Linked DNA regions of Macaca mulatta: region 2 is linked to region 1. Evidence: chromatin contacts called from public Hi-C data. All regions are on one chromosome and are shown on one strand. Each heading gives the region's core, a stretch centred on a gene start, on an enhancer-like site or on the middle of the called end of the contact. The rest is flanking DNA. Distances are from core to core; before and after follow the strand shown.

Evidence for each region. A called contact is a pair of places that touch in the nucleus more often than the background predicts.
Region 2: a Hi-C map of fetal cortex germinal zone shows a contact between it and region 1, with 1.7 times the contacts expected there. The contact joins the promoter of RBM8A here to the promoter of ANKRD34A in region 1. A contact is called at or near these places in 6 of 14 Hi-C or Micro-C datasets (CD4 T cells, blood, cortical neurons and 3 more).

Annotation. Positions count from the first base shown.
Region 1 is chr1:119,334,556-119,340,551 of T2T-MMU8v2.0, reverse strand. It overlaps ANKRD34A (ankyrin repeat domain 34A), which reads right to left and starts at 1,849. Exons shown (of 2, transcript XM_028847309.2): 1 at 1,645-1,849; 2 at 1-1,103. The coding sequence starts at 977. All of the region lies in intron 6 of LOC708768 (NBPF member 20), which reads right to left. It also overlaps a transcript of POLR3GL not described here.
Region 2 is chr1:119,370,850-119,376,785 of T2T-MMU8v2.0, reverse strand. It overlaps RBM8A (RNA binding motif protein 8A), which reads right to left and starts at 3,163. Exons shown (of 6, transcript XM_015150144.3): 1 at 3,070-3,163; 2 at 2,727-2,786; 3 at 2,523-2,600; 4 at 2,196-2,332; 5 at 1,730-1,866; 6 at 1,416-1,620. The coding sequence starts at 3,136. The coding sequence ends at 1,575. The region is part of intron 6 of LOC708768 (NBPF member 20); the gene reads right to left. It overlaps GNRHR2 (gonadotropin releasing hormone receptor 2), which reads left to right. Exons shown (of 3, transcript NM_001032842.1): 2 at 1-70; 3 at 518-1,017. The coding sequence ends at 936.

The sequences.
Region 1 (5,996 bases), core at 600-3,099:
GGGGGACCAGACTCCTGAGCTTCTGGTGCTGTGTTTCGGCGAGAGAGAGGACCCCCGCTAGTCACTTTCTCCGCCCATGGGGGCGGGTCCTCAGGGCCTTCGGTGCTGTGACGTCGGGAAAGACGGGGTCGACCGGTCAGGGTCAGGCCATTGAATTCGGCAGTCAAGCGCTCGATCCCCGGTCTTCCTTCGGTGGGTGGGACTGGTTGAGGAGGGGCCACTAGGCCCCAGGGCTCGGAGTTGAGCCTTTTGAGTGGTTTGGGGGGGTGGCGTGGTGGTTTGGGGAGCGGCTCGGAAGGGGATGGGTCATCGGGGGGCTTAGGAAGAGGAAATTCAAATACGTCCCGCTTCTCCTCTTCTTCCTGGGCGCGAGGGGATAACATCCCACGCCCTCCTCCTCCTGCGGTCTGCAGTTGGATTTCCGAAGGCGACGTGCAGATCCCCGGGCTAGGAGGAGCGGGAGCAGGGTCCTCCACCCCTGGGGATGGTGGAGAATTGAGATACTGCCGGGTCTTCTTGGTGCCCGAGGGCGAGGTATCGGTGGTGATGATGATGACCTCCGTGCCCTTGGCCTTGCAGGCGTCCAGCAGTGTGGCAAGGGTCTCGCGGTCCCCGCGGTCCAGGGCGTGGACAAGAGCCGAGGCGCCCGCGTGATCTCGGACTGAGGGGTCTGCGCCGTGGGCAAGGAGCAGCGAGGCCACCGCGGCGCCCCCACCCCCGGCGCAAGCGTGCATGAGCGCCGTGCGCCCTAAGCGGTCTGCGATGTTGGGGTCCGCGCCTTGCTCCAGGAGGTAGCGTACCATGCGTGCCTTGTTCTGGGGGTCGTCGTAGCGAGCCCGACAGGCTGCCATTAGCGCAGTCTCCCCCTGCGCATCACCCTCATTCACGTAGGCGCCTCCCTCCAGAAGCAAACGGGCCAAGCGTAGCTTACCCTGACCCACCGCCCGAAGAAGAGCGTGGCCCTCGGTGTGCAACATAGCTGCGGCTGGGGTGAGGGCACAGATGGAGCCGGGACTGAGACCTGCCGAGGACGGCTAGGGGTAGGGGGTAGGGGGTGGGGGGTGGCTGGCAGAGGCCTGAGGTCTCAGTGACGAAGCCGATCCCTGCAAGAGAGACATCTTATTGATAGATTCCGCAGGGAAACTGAGGCACCGATGCAGGAACCCAGCGTGGGGTGGGGGAGATCTTCACGGCATACAGTCCTTCCTCTAACTCATGCCTTTGAGCCGGCCCTTCCCCCGCAGCGCATGCCTGAGGAGGTGGGAAGGGTGCACCCGCACTGAAGGACTAGCGCGCGTGCAAATGCGTTCGTGCACGCGCAGGGATGTCCGCACCCCCACCCTCACCCCATGGCTTATCAGACCTTTCCTCTATCCCCCTTTTCTTATCCACACTTGGGATCCCCCTTTCTAGGATGCTGAACGCCACCCACCCACATACATGCACCCTACAGCCACACATGTATTCTCATTCCTAACCTCTTTTAGCTTGCCACAACCCCAAAAATTGAGTGGGGGGAGGGAAGCAGACTGCATTTGAGACCTAAAACGGGTGGAGGGAGAACTGGGGGGTTCTTTTGCCCCTGCGATGTTCCCCATCACTCCTTGCTCTTTCCCCTCCCAGGCTGTGCGCCCAGATAGATACCTGAATGTCCGCAGAATCTCCTCCTGGCCAAGATTGGGGCCGTGGCCACGGGGCAGCCGAGGTGGCGGAGCCAGGTTCCTGGGGGCCCGCATGGTGTGGAGGGGGGGCACCCGGATTCCCTTGGTGTCAGTATCTGCGCCCCAGCGCCGGATCGTCGTCCCTCCTCCCGGAGCGCCCCGGGCACAGCGCCGGCTCGGGAGGAGAGAAGCTGGGGGGGGGAGGGGGGGCGGAGCTCTGCTGTGCTATTTATAGCCTAGTCTCTGCGGGTGGGGGCGTCGGGCACCAAACTGCTCCCCCACTCATGCACACATAAACCCTCAAAAACCTAGAGGCTCCAATCCTGACTTCCTTTTCTTAGCCGACCTCCCCTCAGCCCCAACAAACCTAAGTGTTCCTTAGGGGACTCCTCCGCGACCCAGACAGGGACCATCATCATCCAGATTCTTCGCTGAGCTTTAGCAGATCCCCATTCTCTGCACTTGGTGTGTTTATGCGCTCCTGTGCGCCAGACCTGACCTACCACGCACGGCACATGGCACACTGTGCAAGAAAGGTGTAGACAGGCTTTTTGGATCCACAGCCGGTGTCCATACTGTGCAAAGAGAGGCAAGAGATGTGGCTTTCTTCCTGTAGTTTAATTGTGAAGGAGACACGGTCTAGCCTGGAGTCAGACACAGATACACCCCCGCCCCATCTCTCAAAAACGGAACACCCATCGCAGAGAAACTCGGACCTCAGCTCCCTTATATAGACCTAGACAAATATGAGGAAGGTGGATATGGGGGCACTTTTAGACAGGGCAAGGGACATTCCCAGGTGCCTCCACCCCGTATTATTGTGGGCAGGGAGATAGGAAAGTGGCAGGAAGAAGAGCGAACCTGGTAATACACTCTGTCACATTGCACCTCTTTAATCTCAGTCTTGCTTAGTCGTCTTATTTTTTCCATCTTGCTTGAAGATCTCTGTCTGAAATGCTCCTTATAGCTTCTCTCTTCCTATCTGTCTATTGGTCTCTCACACTGTCTCTGCCTCTCCTTGCCACCTGCCCTGTCTCCATGGTTACCATAGCTTCCATCCACATATTTTAGGAATGAGTTTGTGTCCAGCTGGAAGGCACCAAGGAAAGTGGGAGAAGAAGAAAAATCCTAAGGTTTTAAAAAGTTCACTCAGGGTCCTGAGCTAATTCGGAGGCTGGAGGCCCCCCAGATGCAAGATACTGAAAATAATGTTCCCAGGTATGGGAGAGAAAGATTTGAGGGAAGCTACCCATTTTTACTAGTTATTTCTTGGACACGTGTCAACTATGTGCCATGTGCTTTACATACACTATTTTCAATCCTCACAACTCTGTAAGATAGGAACTATCATCTTCTTGTTACAGATGAGGAAACAGACTTCATAAGTTTAAGCAAGTTCTCCAAAGTTTCACAGCTATATTTCTGTTCTATGGCAAAGACTGGGCGCTTGCCGCTACACCTACAGCCTCCCAGTTTACAGGTCATTTTCTCTTACATCTGGGATATTCTTCTTGACTAACTCCTAGACTTCATCTCCATTCTGAACCCTTTCTCCCTTGTTTCTGTTTTCTGCGAAAATAGGACTCCTCCTTCCACGCTGCTCGCCTTCCCAAGGAGCGCGCAGGAAGTGGAAAGTAGTGGAAAATGCAGAAAAAGCTGGGCTTCTGCCCTGTCTCCCCAACTCTGGTACTCTGATCCCAGATCCTTCCTTTCTCAAACCTTCTGCCCACCTTCTCACAGACACGGCAGCAACCCACAGAAAAACATTTTTAGAAAAGAAGTATCCATTGGTGATGCTGGAGAGAGGCAGTGTATGATTGAAAGGAAGGCTGGAGTAATGGAGAGACCAAGCTGTGAAGCTAGAGTCACAAAGAGACTGATCCCTAAAGAGCGGCTTTCACAGGGGTTCATTTCTCCGTAGGCCCTCTCCTCTTTTGGCCTTTCTGTAGGGGCTCCCTCAACACGGTCCCTCGATGAGATACGAGTGTCACGTTCCCTTGGTGAACTCTTGCCGGCCAGTGGCTCCTTCCATCTGGAGTGAGACCGGAAATAAGTGACCCTAGATGATTCTGCAACCCCCATCTCCCTCTGCGACCCGCTTCGCAAGCTTCGGTTCCGGGCTTACTCGCTCCCTCCCTCCTTCTCTTCCTAGGCTTCAAGAGGGCGGACTTCCCTCCTCAGCTTCTCCTGCATTGGCCGAGAAAACTCACCAATAGGGAGCTCCGGGAGGCGGGCCTAGAACGCCACCGACTTGAGGAAGCCCAGTACATTTCAAGTTGGCCGCGGCGTGGGCTCCGCGTGGGGGAGGGACAGCAGGTAAGGCTCCGACCTGGTGGCTCTGACCTGGTTCGGTCCCACACTTGCCGAACTTGTTCATCCCGGCCAGGCTGCGAAATAGATAACGCTTTCCGTCAGGTTGTTGGATCAGCCCCCTTCTGGCTCCCTACCTTTTCTCCCCTGGGCCCCCATTTCTGTATTGATTGTATACTAGAGAATGGTAGTTTTCTGTCGCGCACGGGGAGAGACATTAAAGCAGAAAACGAGACAGCCTCTTGTACCTCTCTTTGCTATAGCATCAACTTCCTCCCAATCTATTAATATTATCCCAAGAGCCTGACAAACTCCTGTTATCTATGAAGACTAGCTGAAATGCTACCTGTAGTTTTCCTGGGCTGCCTTTCTTGCAAAATGAATTGTTCCCCCGTCTGACGATAGCATTTTGTGTATACCTTTATTGGGACACTTAGTGCACTCTCTCTCTTTAATGACTCTATGCCTTTTAGAATAGAAGGTTTTGTAGGATAGGTGCTAGTAGTTAATATATAGTGCCCAATAAACGTTAGTTAAATAGAATTGATTTTTGGCAACTAGCACTCTTTTTGGGGAGGCAGAATTTAAATTCCTAACATAAAATAAAAATAAAAATAAAAACTAACATAACTAGAGAACAATAAAAGACAATACAGTATGTAATTAAGAGCCATTAAATTAGTGGTTCATAATATTAGTGTTTCATAATTGTTTCTGCAATCTAGAGAAGGAAGAAAGCAGGGAGAACTGGAATGGTGAGGGGAGGCTTTATGGATCACAAGGTCTCAAGTTTGGAAAGGCCCATAGAAATAATGTATTTATTCATTCATTCAACAAATATTTATTGAGCACCTACTATATGTGAGACACAATGCTAAATCATGCTGATCACAGGGAATCCTCTACTAGAGCCATGCATCCTTCTTACAAACCCTATTTAGTAAATTGTTGCCCAGCTTCTATGTAAACATCTTTAGTAAGGAAACTCTCTTGTCTCTCTTGTAGGTCATTCCATGTTTTGATATCTGTTCTTTAGTCAATATCCAATAAATATTCTAAATAAGAACTATATAGCTAAAGGAAATGCATTCCACACTTCCACTGTAAACAGGGGAAATCTGGCTGGGAGCGGTGGCTCACGCCTGTAATCCCAGCACTTTGGGAGGCTGAGGCGGGCGGATCACCTGAGGTCGGGAGTTGGAGACCAGCCTGACCAACATGGAGAAACTCCGTCTGTACTAAAAATACAAAAATTAGCTGGGCGTGTTGGCGAATGGCTGTAATCCCAGCTACTGGGGAGGCTGAGGCAGGAGAATCATTTGAACCCAGGAGGCAGAGGTTGCAGTGAGCTGAGATCGCACCATTGCACTCCAGCCTGGGCAACAAGAGCAAAACTCCGTTTCAAAAAAAAAAAAGACGGAAATCTGTCCTTTTACAGTGGAATTGGTAGCATTCTTAAAAGCAAGCCATTTCTAGCTGGGCGTGGTGACTCATGCCTGTAATTCCAGCACTTTGGGAGGCTGAGGTGGGCAGATCACTTTAGCCCAGGAGTTCAAGACCAGCCTAGGCAACAACAAAACCCTGTCTCTACAAAAACTACCAAAAATAAAGAAAAAAATAGCCAAGCATTGTGGCTCAGGCCTGTAGTTCCAGCTGCTCAGGAGGCTGAGGTGGGGGGTTGCTTCAGCTGGGGAAGTCGAGACTGCAGTGAGCCAAGATTGCCACTGCACTTCAGCCTAAGCGACAGAACAAGAACCTGTCTCAAAAAAAAAAAAAAAAAAAAAAGAGGCCGGGTGTGATGGCTTACACCTGTAATCCCAGCTCTTTGGGAGGCTGAGGCAGGTGGATCACGAGGTCAGGAGTTTGAGACCAGCCTGGTCAACATGGCAAAACCCCGTCTCTACTAAAAATACAAAAATTAGCCAAGCGTGATGGTGGGTGCCTGTAATCCCAGCTACTCGGGAGGCTGAGGCAGGAGAATTGCCTGAACCCGTAAGGTGGAGGCTGTGGTGAGCCGAAATCACA
Region 2 (5,936 bases), core at 1,914-4,413, 35 kb before region 1:
GCCATGGCCATCTGCTATAGCCACATTGTCCTCAGTGTGTCCAGCCCTCAGACAAGGAAGGGGAGCCATGGTAAGACTCCAATTCCCAGGCCTTAATCCTTAACCCCAGACCTGTTGCCTCTAGCATCATTTATCCACCTACCTAATAGCTATCTACCAGTCACTCAACTGTGGTGAGATCCTAACCATATGTCTAGCACCTGATGCTAATTTTGTTGAATCCTTTCAATTATAAACAGCTGAGTTAGCTGGACAAGGACTAGGGAGGCAATCAGTATTATTTATTCTTGAACACCATCAAGTCTTAAAGTAGACTGGGTAGCTTCACATTTCTATCATAATCCCTGGGGGTAAGAGATCATATAGTCCTAGGATGAGAAGGGGAAAAGGGTTTGCAGCATTCTCCTCCTTGTAGGAGGCAAGCTCTGTGTCACTAGCTATGCCCCTCCATCAGTTCACCCTACACTCAGTTCAGAAGCTTAGACTCTGAATTACAGTATATTTTCTAAATTCCTAGCCCCTGCTGGTGAATTTGCCCTCTGCCGCTCCTTTGACAATTGTCCCCGTGTTCGTCTCTGGGCCCTGAGACTGGCCCTGCTTATCTTGCTGACCTTCATCCTCTGCTGGACACCTTATTACCTACTGGGTCTGTGGTACTGGTTCTCCCCCACCATGCTAACTGAAGTCCCTCCCAGCCTGAGCCACATCCTTTTCCTTTTTGGCCTCCTCAATGCTCCTTTGGATCCTCTCCTCTATGGGGCCTTCACCCTTGGCTGCCAAAGAGGGCACCAAGAACTTAGTATAGACTCTTCTAACGAAGGGTCTGGGAGAATGCTCCAACAGGAGATTCATGCCCTTAGACAGCAGGAAGTACAAAAAACTGTGACATCAAGAAGTGCAGGAGAAACAAAAGACATTTCTATAACATCTATCTGATCCTAACAGAGTATATAGGAACAAAATAATAAGTCTTTAATACCATAAGATCTTAACATCTCACTTCTACTCCTGCTCTCCTAGTTCCCCCAAAAAAGAAATACTGACCAGTGTCTACTTTAAACCCTACCTGAAACTTGAGACTGTATCTAGTATAGAAATTCACATAACCAACCCAGGCAACACAGCAAGACCCCATCTCTACAAAAATATTAAAAATTTAGCCGGGCATGCTGGCATGTGCCTGTAATCCCAACTACTAGGGAGGGGGAGGCAGAAGGATGGCTTGAGCCCAGGAGTTTGAAGCTGCAGTGAGCTATGATCACGCAGCTGCACTCCAGCCTGGGGAACACAGAAAGACTCTATCTCAAAAAAAAAAGAAATAGAGTTCAGTCCCTAGAATTATCTTCACAATGATCCATACAGCCTTACTATGCTTTAGAACTTTCAATTTTATGATAGGAAAGTAATATTAAATGTAGAAAACAAAAATGGAACATTTATTCGCAACTCAAATAGTATGCATATAGGGTAAGAGATTAAATATGAACACAGCAAGTTCCACCCCAGTCCTATTTGTCCAAGGCTGCATGGTCAAATGGAATCTTGAAGAGAACACCTGGACAACAGAGGACCTGTCAGCGACGTCTCCGGTCTGGACTTCTGCTGCGTCTTCGGCCTCCTCTAGGGAAAAAGAAGCAGGGAGAAGAGTCCATCAGAGGGACATAATACTGCCTCCTCATTCTGTTTTGTTCATATTCCCTTCACCCAGTGTTTGCCCTCTTCATTTTACCTCCTCTTGCCTTTTGGTGGACCCCGAACAAAACACCAGTCAACGCTGATGGGCTGTCCCATCAAATCCTGGCCATTGAGTCCCTCCATAGCAGCCTGGGCCTCCTTGTATGTTTCATACTCAACTAGAGTATACCCCTGGGGAAAGTAAAAAGACAGATATGAAAACCCTCCTATTTCCCCAAGCATCACTGAGTACCTTTTTCCTCAAATCTAAACTCAGAAAAATCTATAAAATTTAAGCAATGAATGTACATCATATATCTCTGTATATATACAACATGTCTGTCTCTTTGGCGTGTCTGACAAAACATATCCATGTTTTAAATGTCATTTTATTTAATAAAATGACATCCAATGTCATTTTATTTTAACTTTGCTCTTGGCCAACCACAGCAAACACAGAACTACCAATGCTGTCTAAGGGTTATGAAAGAAAGGAGGCAATAAAGTGTCACTTAGGATACCTTCAGATATCCTGTTCGCCTGTCGAGGTTGAGGTGAATGTTTTTAATTTCCCCATATTCTGCGAATTTGTCGTGTATGTCTTCTTCAGTGGCTTCCTCATGGACTCCAGTGACAAAAAGAATCCAGCCTTCAACAGCTGTTGGGGGACGGGGGGAAGTTGTATGAGTACATGAGAGAAACGCTTCAAGCAGGCTCACGGGAGTAGAGTGAGTGTGGACTCAGATTGTTTAAGCTATCTCTGAACCCACTCCTACTGCTTAACTATTTTATCCCTTTCTAACTACTACCACAGGCACGGATACCTCACAGGTTCCATTATTACTCACAGCGTTGTGGTCCGGGTTCATCGCCATCCTGCTCCACGCTGTCATAATCCTCACGCATCCGCGCTCGGGACCCCTCTTCTATAAGGGACACACACGAGATCACCGAAAACTCCCCCTTTCTCCCATTGTTCCTATGAGTTGGGTGGGGACTCCAAAACCCGGGGCTCCTACTAGGCCACTCTACCCCATTCTCCCCACACTCACCGGAGCCAAAGCCGCGACCCTTCCGTTTCTTCGCTTTTTCTTTCAGTTTGTGAATGCTCTCTGGAGCCCCAGAAGATAAAAGAGTAAGTAACCATGACAGTCATTTGTAACGATCGTTTCTTTCCCAAGACACTGTCTGCAAGCCGACCCAAACCGCCTCCAGTCTCAGTGCCTTCCCGGTCACGCCCTCCCTTCTCCCAAAGGGGGCGGAATCTCTAATCCATCCAAGACCCGGTTCCCCGATTCCCATCCTCACAACCCGGGAGAAAAGAGAGTAAATTTTCCTATTATAGCCTTCTCTCACACCTTCCCCGCTACGCCCGGCCGCCTCCACTGTCCTCACCGTCCCCATCCTCATCCATGGCGAAATCTTCGCCCCCGGCCTCGTGAAGATCTAGCACGTCCGCCATCTCGCCTTCGATCGAGATCTCGTCTGTGCCGCTCAGACACTAGGTACCTCGGGAAACTGTCGCAGAGGGGAAAGGTCGCCAGTCAAGCTGACCAATCAAAGGCTAACTCTAAATCCCTCCCTCTGCACGGTAAAAATACGCAAATTGGGGCGGGCCTAGTTCGGAAAGATGCCGGAAGTGTTTCTGTGGCCATCTTGAGCAGGTCGCGAGCTAAATGCTGCCATGTTGGGAGGTGCAGACTACAGGGGTCAGTGGATTCCTCTTAACCGCGGCAGCTGCTGAGAGATACTGTACTATTAACAGTGAGGCCCGGCGTAATTTCCTTATTAGAGGGCTTCTTTATGTCTCTTCATCCCAAACTGGGAAATGGTCACTGAAGACACCTTTTTCTATCAAAAATCCCAGGCCTGTACCCTGTTCCGAGGCAAGGTGATGTATGATAGGAACGTCTTTAAAAAATAGTTTGATCAGCAATACGGGCATAAAGAGCTGCTTCTGGAACGTACTGCAGCACCTAATTTCTCTTCAGGAAACTAACAGACCTGGTTGCAATATGATTGGTGAGACCGATATCAATTTTTGTTTTTTTTTAAGATAAAACTCCCTGCCTGTAATCCCAGCTACTCGGGAGGCTGAGGCAGGAGAATCGCTTGAACCCGAGACGGAGGTTGATTATGTGGGCGTGGTGGAGTGCGCCTGTAATCCCAGCTACTCGGGAGGCTGAGGCCAGAGAATCACTTGAACCTGGGAGATGGAGGTTGCAGCGAGCCGAGATCTTGCCACTGCACTCCAGTCTGGGGGACAAGAGCGAGAATCCGTCTCAAAAAAAAAAAAAAAAGTGAAAAAGAGTAAAACGAAAAATAAAATTTCAAAGCGATTAGGAGACACTAATTTATTCTCCACGTAGGTAGTGTGATCATTTTAAAAATCAGTTGGTTACATATCTACTAAAAACCCTTTTTGTTGTTTTGAGACGGAGTCTCGCTCTATCACCCAGGCTGAGTGCAGTGGCGGTCTCAGCTCACTGCAACCTCCGCCTCCGGGGTTCGAGCGATTCTCCTGCCTCAGCCTCCTAAGTAGCTGGGACTACAGGCGCCCGCCCCCACACCCGGCTAATTTTTGTATTTTTAGTAGAGATGGGATTTCACCATGTTGGCCAGGCTGCTCTTGAACTCCTGACCTCAGGTGATCCACCAGCCTCTGCCTCCCAGAGTGTTGGGATTACAGGCATGAGCCACGGTGCCCGGCCTAAAAACCCTTTTTGTTAGAGGGGTCTGGCTATACTACCCAGGCTGGCCCGAAACTCCTGGGCACAAGGGATCCTCTGGCCTCCCAAGCAGCTGGGACTACAGGCGTGTAACCCTGCACCTGGTTCTTTCTTTGGCTTTTTGCTGCACTTAAAATAAAATTTTTAACTCACATAGCCTGCTCTGTGTTTTCAACCTGTTCTACCACCATTCTTCTCCGTCACCCATGAAGCTCTCCTTGCACTTTCGCCCAATGGTGGTGTGCTCTTTCTCATCCCAGGGCTTTTGCAACTTGTTTGTTTTTGTTTTCAAGACGGGAGTCTCTGTCGCTCAGGCTGGAGTGCAGTGATGCGATCTTGGCTCACTGCAACCTCCGTCTCCCGGGTTCACGTCTTCTCCTGCCTCAGCCTCCTGAGTAGCTGGGACTACAGGCGTGCGGCACCACACCTAGCTAATTTTTGTATTTTTAGTGGATATAGGGTTTCACCATGTTGGCCAGCCTGGTTTCTAACTCCTGACTTCCGATCATCCCCCCTTCTCAGCCTTCCAAAGTGCTTGGATTACAAGCATGAGCCACTGCTCCCCGCAGCTTTCTGTTCCTGGTGCTCTTCTCCTCTAGCTTTTCACATATTGGGTTCGAACTCATTTTTTTTTTTTCTTTGAGATGGAGTCTCGCTCTGTCACCTAGGCTGGAGTGCAGTGGCGCGATCTCGGCCCACTGCAGCCTCCACTTCCTGGGTTCAAGTGAGTAGCTGGGACTTCAGGCACGTGCCACCACGCCCAGCTTTTTAAAATTTTTTTAGTAGAGACGGGGTTTCACCATATTGGCCAGGCTGATCTTGAACTCTTTACCTTGTGATCCACCCACCTCGGCCTCCCAAAGTGCTGGGATTATAGGTGTGAGTCACCGCGCCCAGCCGAGTTCGACCTCATTCTTAAGGTCCCAATAGTACTGTCACCCAAAGGGATCTTCTGTACCCTCCTATCTTTCACTGTGTATTTCCTTCACAGAACTTAAATCAGAATCTTTTTTTTTTTTTTTTTTTGAGACAGGGTTTCACTCTGTCAACCAGGCTGAGTGCAGTGGTGCAATTATGGCTCACAGCGGCCAATCTTCCAGGCCCAAGTGATTCTCCTGCCTCAGCCTCCTGAGCATCTGGGACTACAGGCACAGGCCACTACATGCGGCTAATTTTTAAAAAATCTTTTGTAGAGACAGAGTCTTGCCATGTTACTTAGGCCAGTCAGAATCTTTAATTACCTTGTTTACTTTCTAACTTATTGTCTGTTTTTCCCATTAGAATGTAATCCTTATGGCAGAGATAGTTATTTACAACTAAAATCCCTAAAGTTCAGCCCAATGTCTGGCTCATGGTAGACATCTGATAGATACTTATTGAATGAATGAATATTAGAATGGCAGGATATTCTGTCTGCCTGATGCTATGTGACTGGAAAATAAAGCTGGAAATACAGTTTAGGGTCTGCTATGCTAAGGATTTTGGAATTGATGCTATAAGCAAGAAATTTACCTACTTCAAATATTTGAGTAT